Linked DNA regions of Mus musculus: all the other regions are linked to region 1. A link is a contact called in public Hi-C data. All regions are on one chromosome and are shown on one strand. Each heading gives the region's core, a stretch centred on a gene start, on an enhancer-like site or on the middle of the called end of the contact. The rest is flanking DNA. Distances are from core to core; before and after follow the strand shown. Region 1 holds the start of Kcnip1 (Kv channel-interacting protein 1). Region 2 overlaps Kcnip1 (Kv channel-interacting protein 1). Region 3 overlaps Kcnip1 (Kv channel-interacting protein 1).

Region 1 (2,940 bases), core at 111-2,610:
CTGATGACTCTGCTCTGAGAGCACATGTGAGGGTCTTAGCTGGGGTCTTACAGGTGCACACCCCACCCACCTCATGTGTATTATGGGTTTGGAGTCTGTGTGCAGCATCTCAATATCTGTGTGGGCATGAGGGACCTGTGCCCATATGTTCATGGTTGCATATATGTGTGCGTGTTTATGACGCCATATGTTAAGGGATGCTGTGAGCTCCCAACACAGCATGTGTCTGTGTGCTGCAGAGGAAATGACTGGACAGGGGTCTGGAAAGAGAGGGGGTTGGGGATTCTCAGTGCAAACACAGAGGGAATCCTCAGTGAATGTCCAGGCAGACAGGGCAGACAGGCAGCTAGGCTGGGGAAGAGGAAATTCAAAGCTTTCTAGGGAGACACCTGTCATCAGTTGCCACCAGGAGTTGCCACAGGTCCTCCATCATTGCCTTTTCAGTGGAAAGCTGAAGTGGGGCTTGAGGGTTCTTGCCACCTGAAGGGAAGGTCATGGAAGGAAGATTGCTTTCTAAATTCAAGAGTTACCCCCTGGGTTCCTAACTCAAGTACTGTCCCCACAGGTGTCTGATTTGCAGGTGACAGAGCAAACACACACACACACACACACACACACACACACAGAGAGAGAGAGAGAGAGAGAGAGAGAGAGAGAGAGAGAGAGAGAGAGAGAGAGAGAGAACACAAAGAGGGGGTCAGGTAGCAAGAGCCTAAGGGGACCCACAGCTACTTCTCGTCCCACTTCCCCCACTTCCTGTCACTAGAAATGAGCTCTGGTCCTAGGGGATTCTGCAGGTCCCCAACACCTCCTACAGAGTTCAAAGGAGCCCTTCTTCTTGATGACAACTCTCTTTAGGTGGGGCAGACTTTACTCCACACCAGAAAGGTAGGCAGTGGTTAAATGATTTTCTCTAAAGTCAAATGAAATCTTAATGCCCTCCCTTTCTCTCTCTCTGTCTCTCTGTCTGTCTCTCTGTCTGTCTCTCTGTCTCTGTCTCTGTCTCTGTCTCTGTCTCTCTCTCTCTCTCTCTCTCTCTCTCTCTCTCTCTCTCACACACACACACACACACACACACACACTCACTCACTCACTCACACTCACATATTTATATTCATCCTGGGGGTCACCTGCTGCCTCCTACCCAAGCTGCACCCACCAGCCAGGTGCCTGATCACATCTGTCTGCCCAGAAGGACATCCCCGGTGTCCCGCACAGCCAGGAGTAGAGCCTTGTAGACAGCAGGGCCAGGTCCCCACCCCGCCCCTCTGCGGTCCCCAGGCGGCCTCCGCCGCCTCCCCCACCATCCCCCGCGCCTGGTTCTGAGCCCCGCTCTACTCCGCACCAGTCCCTGGCGCTGTTCATTCATGATTGGTACTCGGCCCCCTGAGATCCAGCCCGAGCGCGGGGCGGAGCGGCCGGGTGGCAGCAGGGGCGGGCGGGCGGAGCGCAGCTCCCGCACCGCACGCGGCGCGGGCTCGGCAGCCTCGGCCGTGCGGGCACGCCGGCCCCGTGTCCAACATCAGGCAGGCTTTGGGGCTCGGGGCTCGGGCCTCGGAGAAGCCAGTGGCCCGGCTGGGTGCCCGCACCGGGGGGCGCCTGTGAAGGCTCCCGCGAGCCTCTGGCCCTGGGAGTCAGTGCATGTGCCTGGCTGAAGAAGGCAGCAGCCACGAGCTCCAGGCGCCCCGGCCCCACGTTTTCTGAATACCAAGCTGCAGGCGAGCTGCTCGGGGCTTTTTTGCTTTCTCGCTTTTCCTCTCCTCCAATTCAAAGTGGGCAATCCACACCGATTTCTTTTCAGGGGAGGGAAGAGACAGGGCCTGGGGTCCCAAGACGCACACAAGTCTTCGCTGCCATGGGGGCCGTCATGGGCACTTTCTCCTCCCTGCAGACCAAACAAAGGCGACCCTCTAAAGGTAAGCACTCTGTCCTCTATTTACTCCCCTGGATAGGTTTGGGGGCACTGGGTGTTGTGTTGGGATGAAACGTCTGTCTCTCTTAGTTCCAAACCCACTGTCCGTGAGGGTTTTGGACAACCTCATGAATCCAAGGAATTAAGAGCCTCGTGGGAGGGTTGGTGTGAACACCCAGGGGTAGCAGCCGAAGTGGACGCTGGCCCCAGCAGGGGTGTGGGTACCCTTCTCTTCTAGGGAATGTATTGGAGCAAGACAGGCAGATTCACAGGTGGAGAAAACTGCGTTCTCTGGGGTGGGCGGAAATGTTGGGAGGCTCTTCCCACTCCCATGAGGGCTGATGTTGGTGCAACCTCGAACATCCAGCAAGGGTGCCTCCTTGGGAATGGCCATGCCTTGCCAGGTGCTGACTTGGGAATCTAATCATGAGGAAAACGGTGATTTACCGGTCCATCCTTAAAACCTCTGCAAGCCAAAAGGAATCAGCTACGTCCAGGTGGTAGAGCCCCCAGGCGGGTCCTGGGACACAAGCAGTCTGTAGGAAAAAACAAATAGCAGGGCTGTGCTGCTATGGTGGTCTGAGGACTTCAGAGGAATGGGGAGAACTGTCAAAAGGGGGGCTGGGGCGACAAGCTCACATATCCTGAGATGTCCCTGTCAGGAGCCTGCCTTTCTCCAGCTGTGGCATGCCCATCTTCAGTGGGACAGTTATTAGATGGCCACGTGGAGTCAAGTGACCTTGTTGGGCCAAAAGCACACAATGCAGGCCCCCTTTTCAACAGGCAGAAAGTTGCTTATAGAAACAAGAAGACTGGAAACAAATCAGAAAAAAAAAAAAAAGATAATGACAGGCTTGGTTTGCTTAATGCTCAAAAGCCATTGAAGATAGCAGAAGGGTTCTAAATAGTTTCACACTTAAATATCCAAGTTCTGATGTTTAATATATTCTGACTACAGGTGGGGGCACAACACACACCTTATCCTGGCTAGTGACCAGAGCTGTGTTAGGGTGATAGTGGGACCTGTT
Region 2 (2,940 bases), core at 325-2,824, 110 kb after region 1:
GAACCACAAATGTAACTGTGTGGGGAAGCAGAGTGTTGCTAATGTGATTTAGGATTTCAGGGTGCACTTGTGCTGGATGGGGGTGAGCCCTAATCTGGGGAGTGGCTGCTGCTCAAGAAGAGAGGACGAGGAACCAACCGTGGGCAAGATGGATGCGACAGCATCAAGCCAAGAATCGATTGAGGCTGCCAGCTGGGCACAAGCATGATCCCCACTCCCACCCTCACCCCACCCCCACTCCCACCCCGCCACCCAGTCATCAGAGGGAATACCACCACCCTGACAACAGTCTGGTTTCAGACTCCTGATCCCCGAGACTGGGAGTCAATGGATATTTCAAATGGCATTTTTTTAAAATGGTGTTGGTTTGAGGTGTTTGTTTGTTTGCTTGCTTGCTTGCTTAATTGGTGATGCTGAGAATTAAACTCAGGCGTCCATGCTTTCTTTGCCAGTGAGCCATACCTCCCAAGCCCAATTGTCTGTCATGTGAAGGCTAATGGAACTTCATTTCAGCCTTGGAGTCCAGCCCACTCTTCTTCCCCTGGCCCTCTCCTCAAATACAGATGAGAGACTGAACCTTGAAACTGCTCTGAAACTGGCAGAAGGGCTGAATAAACTCTGGACCATCGCAGCAATGAGCCTCCAAACAGGAATGAGAGCACCACCTTCTGGTGGCTTTCGGATTAACACATCAAATGCCACAGGCTCTTGGCATTAGAAAGACTCCCATCAAGGGCTCTGAGCCTGTTTACAGCTCCCCTGGATCTCAAGACTGAGGCCTGGCCAGCTTTGACTGTACATCAGTCTCAAGGGATGGACTCCTTGAAGCATGTCCCTGCCTCCACGACCCAGGTTCTAGAAACAGCGGCCCAGACCAAAGATCACCCAACATTGTGCTGGGTGCCCAGTCCCTTGGTTCCTCTTGCTTTCTGGGCTGCTTTACCGAGTCTAATGCAGCCTCCAATACTACAGAATAGTCAAACAACTCAATAAAAATACAGGTCGTACCTATGGACGACCTATCTTAGGCTGATATTGCTTTCTTTCACACATTCAAAATATACTGGCTATCTGAGACAAGTTCTAGGTGCTGGGAACCCTGAAAGCGCTTGCGGTAGAAAGTCCCTGATTTGGTGGCACTGAGAGCCCAGTGCAGGCGAACATAGCTGGGAACCATCAGCACAAACGTGAAGCAGAAGGCTACCCATCTACCAACTGGATGATGATGACTTCATGGTCCCCTCCCTCCATCATATCTCTTCCCCTCTGTTTCATGACCATTTTGAAGTCTCCCTGGGTTTTCAGTAACTGCAGCTGTCATTCCAAAAATAGTTTGCAATTTTCAATAATACTTGCAATTTCATCTTCATCTTCATTTATACTTAAAGTGTGCGCCCTGCCCTGAACTCTACTCTGGCTTTATTCCCAGGTCCCGGGGAACAGACAACAGGGTAGGACAAGAGATGCTGCCTGACTCCTCGCTCGTTCCCCATCACTGACCCACAGAGGGTGGCAGTTGGCAGAGCAGGCACAAGTGTTGGCTTAGTTTGGCACTGTGTCAGCTGCCTCTGGCCAGAACAGGCTGCCTGTAGTGTTGTCCAACACAGCACACGGCCACCCCAGTGCTGGTCCCCAGGGCGCAGCATAGGCCCTTCTGCTGTTGGGACGCAGACAGATGCTTTTGGCTTTCGTAAACATCTCTGCTCCCCTGCCCACCACCCTTCATCCTCTTTTCTACTGCCCCCCCATTCCCAGAAGCTGCTTTCCCGGCTCGGCGGGAAGGACTTCTCCCCCAAACTCCTCAGGCCTGTTCCCCTTCTTCAGTATGTACCTGGTCCCAGGAGACTGAGGACCCCTTACATTATAGATCAGAGAAGTACAGGAGGCACAGGCTCAGCCCTGACACTAACAGTCACCTGAGGCTCCTCAGTATCTCCTTAGCTAGCTGCCTAACAGGATGCATGCTCCATCCACACGGTCACATGTATTGTAAGTATCAGACCCATGGCCATACTGCACTTGGGCATCTCTGGCTCCCTGGATGTAGGGTGAGGGTCCTACATCCTACCTTCAGGTGCATCCTGTTCAAGGGCTCCCAGCCCTGGGGCTGTGACCTGGGGAAGCAAGGAAGATGAAAATTCCAGAGTGTTCTCCACTCCTGCCATTGAGCTTTCTCTGTTCTCGCCTGACATGTCTGGCTTTAGTCTCTGGCCCTGGGACAAGGCGATGGCCATACACTGGATCCCAATACTCAGCATTCCTACATGCACACAACCACTCTGCTTAGACTGCAAGGCTAGGAGTGGATACTCAGAGTCGGAGCACAAGCCTGACATGCACAAAAACCTGAGTCCCACACATAGTGCCTCAAAAAGGATATAAAGCTACCATTCTCCCCTGCGCCCCTCGATCCCAAACTTTAGCTCAAACCCCAAAGTAATAAACTGTCTGGATTTGTCTTCAATTACAATGACTTCTGAGAACACCCAGGGTCTGGAAGGCAGTGAGACATGGTGGCGCACTGGAGGAGACTAGATAGAAACTGACCACAGGTGCTAAGAAGTGATACCCAAGCAGGAGTGATGGCAGCCACAGCACCAAGATATGCATGAGCTCTGCTGCCAAGGACAAGCAGAGTAGCCCAGGGTGGGGACAGACATGCCCAGCTCTGCACACAAAGCGGCCTGAACGTGTGAGTGGTGCCTTAGTGGTATCCATAGTTGGAGCAGTTCCTCTGGGCCCTTGAGACTGTGGTAAAGACCTTGGAGGGCACAGGAATGAGTGGGCAGAGGTGGAATGTGGTTGCTCTGTGGTGCCAGAAGAAATGGCTACATGCACAGCTGCCAGGCTTATCATGACCCCATCCAGTACCTCTTGTAACCTCTGCCTCTGCAAAGTGGGAAACTGAGGCTCGGGGCATCATACTCTGTCCAAGATTCC
Region 3 (2,940 bases), core at 228-2,727, 82 kb after region 1:
TCTTTGCCCATCAATGTGATCTCAATTGCAAGGGGTTAAACATTTTAGGGTCATAAAATAAAGAAGTAAGTGCCATTAAGCCAAAAGCCAGAAGGGACCCGAGAAGGCAACCACATATTGAGCCCCAACCTAGAATATTTTTATCTAATACACAATAGTCATTTCCCAGATGAGGCACAGAGAGAGGCTATATGCACTCACACAACTAATGCAGGACAGATTTGCCCTCTGCAGGGCCAGCATCCTTGTGCTCACCACACATATTTCATAAACCCACTCCTGGGGCTTCTCAGCCCACCCTCAGGGGAGCCTCCCATTCCCACGAGGGACCGTGTGCACAATTTGTAGTCTTGCAAGATTTCACATGAAGCAAGTCCCATCATGTGTGTGTGCCTGTGGGATGCTGTGCTGTTGTTTACTATGATGGAGTGAGAGGCCAGGCAGCCAAGTTACTCAGATCTGATGGGGTTAATGATACTGCGACTCCTTGAATTTACTGGCTATTGCTATATCTCTCAGGACACAATGGCTTCCCAACACCTCCCACTTCTTCATAGGTATTATTCCTAACCCCGGAACAGTCCCTTGAGATGAAGCAATATCTCCTTTTACAGTGATGGAAGCTGAGGCCTAAAACGAACAAGTTCTCTGAAGCCATGCACCAAGAAGGCGATAGAGCTTGTTTTAAACATCGGACTTCCTCCTGTAGAACACTAAGTGCATCCCACCACCATTGTGCCTTGTCATGCTTGAGTACTTACACGCCCTCCCCCTGCCATTAATCCGTGCATAAATTTAAATGCTTTGAGAGCAGAGACCTTGTCCAGGTGGCTGGCAGACGCATGACTCTGTTAAGTCTTGAACATATAGCAGCAAGGCCAAGATTACCCCATCAGGCACCTGGCATCAGTGAGCAGGAACACTTGATCCAGGCTAGCCCACCTGGACTGCCTCATCTATGAAATGGGAGTAGAAATAGACTCCTCGTTGGGCGGTGTGGAAGATTTGAATGGAGATTCTGCAGACTGTTCTGCGTGTGTCTGGCAGGAGACTACATCGCAGAATTATTAATGCCACGTTCTGTGAGCTATGGGCCAACATGAGAGAAGCTTCCAACATAATTCATGCCTTCTGCTTGCTTCCCTCCTAGTTGGGGAGATAAAATACGCCAGTGAGAACTAAAGCAGAAAACTGAAGGCAATGCGGACTACAAATAAGCTCTGTATGTGTCAATCATCTCCGGGCCGATCCATGGGAATCTAGGAGTGTGGGTTGCCTTGGAGAAGGAGAACTGGGGTCAGAGAGGTCAAGGGAACTGTCGCATTCACTACAAGTGACTTCATGTGATCCACACACGCTTTGGCACACTGAAATTTGCCACGCATTTATTTTACTTTTTAACACAGTGTCAAGCCAGATCAGTGTGGGCAGGAGCTGTTCCGCGGGTAAGCTGGGGAGAGGAGGGACCTGCCAGAGACATCTGGATGCTGCCTCCGATATCACATCCTGTAGATTCCACACTTCTGAGCATGAAGCAGACACTCTCACGGGGACTCGCTTCATCCCATCTCAGAAACGTTTCCCGTAAAACCTGCCATAGGCTTGCCGTGTTTCCAACACCTAATGGACTTATCGTGAAGAAGGGACTCTTTTTAATTTACCCTGGGGGGTGTGGAGGCCGGGAAACACCACCCTTCCATCTTGGTGACAACAAACTCATTCTTCACTATAATTAAAATGTCACTTTGATAAATAATTCCATCAGCCCCCTTCCACCTATGAATAGCTTCCTGCTATAATTGTTCACATTCTGCTGAATTAGAAATATTCAACAGAGAATTTAAGAGGTATTTAGGCAACAGAGATAAATCGGGTGTGTTCTCCACCCTCCCACAGTCCCTCATTAAGTGAGACTTCATCCCTGGCTGGGGTGTCCCTCCTCCCTGAGCTCTCAATCACTTACTCCCTGAGCAGAGAGTGATGGGGGGCATGCTGTAGACGTGTGGGCCTCTGGAGAAGGCAAGGATTTGAGGATGCATAATTGAAGCCTCCCCTTCCCACACATCTCCACAAAAAACCGTAGAGGAAATGGAAGGCAATAGGAAGAAATGACCCCTGGAACGGGCATGTGAAACAACCCTGGAGTCCCAGGAACAGAGGAGACTGAGGCAGGAAGGTTGACAGCTTAGAGTCTACCTGAGCTGTAGAGTGACTCCAAGGCCACCTGGGACATCTTCATCAAGCCCAGTACTAAAATAAAAACAAAAAGAGGGCTGGGGATCTAGATGCTTGCCTAGGTTGTAAAAGCCTACTGGCCTCTCTAGACCTCTGATACATCACAGAAAGCAAGGTGGTCCTTGGAGAGCTTGAGTCAAAGTATAATTTCTGCCCAATAAGGAGATATGTAACAGTGTTTGAGAGGGGCTCCCCATTTTATGGAATCGGGGATCCAAGACTCTTCAGCATGAAGATAATGGCTTCAACGACATAGCTAAGAAGCCTTGAATACTCATGAGTGCCCAGCATGGTTTGAGGCATACAGTAGGCTCCCCATGTATGCCTCACTTGCTTTATTCTTGCTGGCTCTTCCTCCTTCCTAAAACGTTGCACCTGTTTGGTTTCCACAAAATGCACAGACCAGAGCACGGCACGCTGAGCACACCCTGGGAAGGATCACAGTCCAGCCTCTGATTCAAGGAGAAAAAGCTGGAAGTTAACCCTTTCCACTCTGAAGAAAGGGAACAGCCATACAGCTAAAACAGGAACACTTCACAGTCAGAAAGTTGTGGTTCAAAGACAGCTTGCTCCTCAGACATAATGACTGTTGCCATGACTACGTGTGCTAACCCTTAGCTACCATCCACATCGAAAGTGTCCTGAAGCTTGTATAAAGCACAGTCAGGTACCACACCGCCATGGGGTTTTGACCTGCATGCACAC

The links. Hi-C and Micro-C count contacts between places; a contact is called where the count stands out from the background.
Region 2: a contact with region 1 is called in a Hi-C map of cerebral cortex, with 3 times the contacts expected there. The contact joins the enhancer-like site here to the promoter of Kcnip1 in region 1. A contact is called at or near these places in 19 of 484 Hi-C or Micro-C datasets (the C2C12 cell line, cerebellar granule neurons, cerebellum and 13 more), 6 of 115 datasets of contacts at active chromatin or transcription factors (SST interneurons, VIP interneurons, embryonic forebrain and 3 more) and 2 of 9 other capture datasets (adipose tissue and pancreatic islet).
Region 3: a Hi-C map of cortical neurons shows a contact between it and region 1, with 1.4 times the contacts expected there. The contact joins the enhancer-like site here to the promoter of Kcnip1 in region 1. A contact is called at or near these places in 6 of 484 Hi-C or Micro-C datasets (cortical neurons, forebrain, gonadal supporting cells and 3 more), 1 of 115 datasets of contacts at active chromatin or transcription factors (forebrain) and 2 of 9 other capture datasets (adipose tissue and pancreatic islet).

Annotation. Positions count from the first base shown.
Region 1 is chr11:33,842,106-33,845,045 of GRCm38.p6, reverse strand. Kcnip1 (Kv channel-interacting protein 1) reads left to right here and starts at 1,360. Exons shown (of 9, transcript NM_001190885.2): 1 at 1,360-1,916. The coding sequence starts at 1,856.
Region 2 is chr11:33,731,180-33,734,119 of GRCm38.p6, reverse strand. The region is part of intron 1 of Kcnip1 (Kv channel-interacting protein 1); the gene reads left to right. Among named protein-coding and RNA genes, the nearest start is that of Gm12119, 98 kb to the right of the region's middle. Within about 2 kb of position 1,574, at least 13 of the 459 cell types and tissues checked have an H3K27ac peak or open chromatin away from gene starts, as enhancers often do. A contact at or near this core is called in VIP interneurons and cerebral cortex, where this site is marked.
Region 3 is chr11:33,759,923-33,762,862 of GRCm38.p6, reverse strand. All of the region lies in intron 1 of Kcnip1 (Kv channel-interacting protein 1), which reads left to right. Among named protein-coding and RNA genes, the nearest start is that of Kcnip1, 82 kb to the left of the region's middle. Within about 2 kb of position 1,477, at least 7 of the 459 cell types and tissues checked have an H3K27ac peak or open chromatin away from gene starts, as enhancers often do. A contact at or near this core is called in cortical neurons, where this site is marked.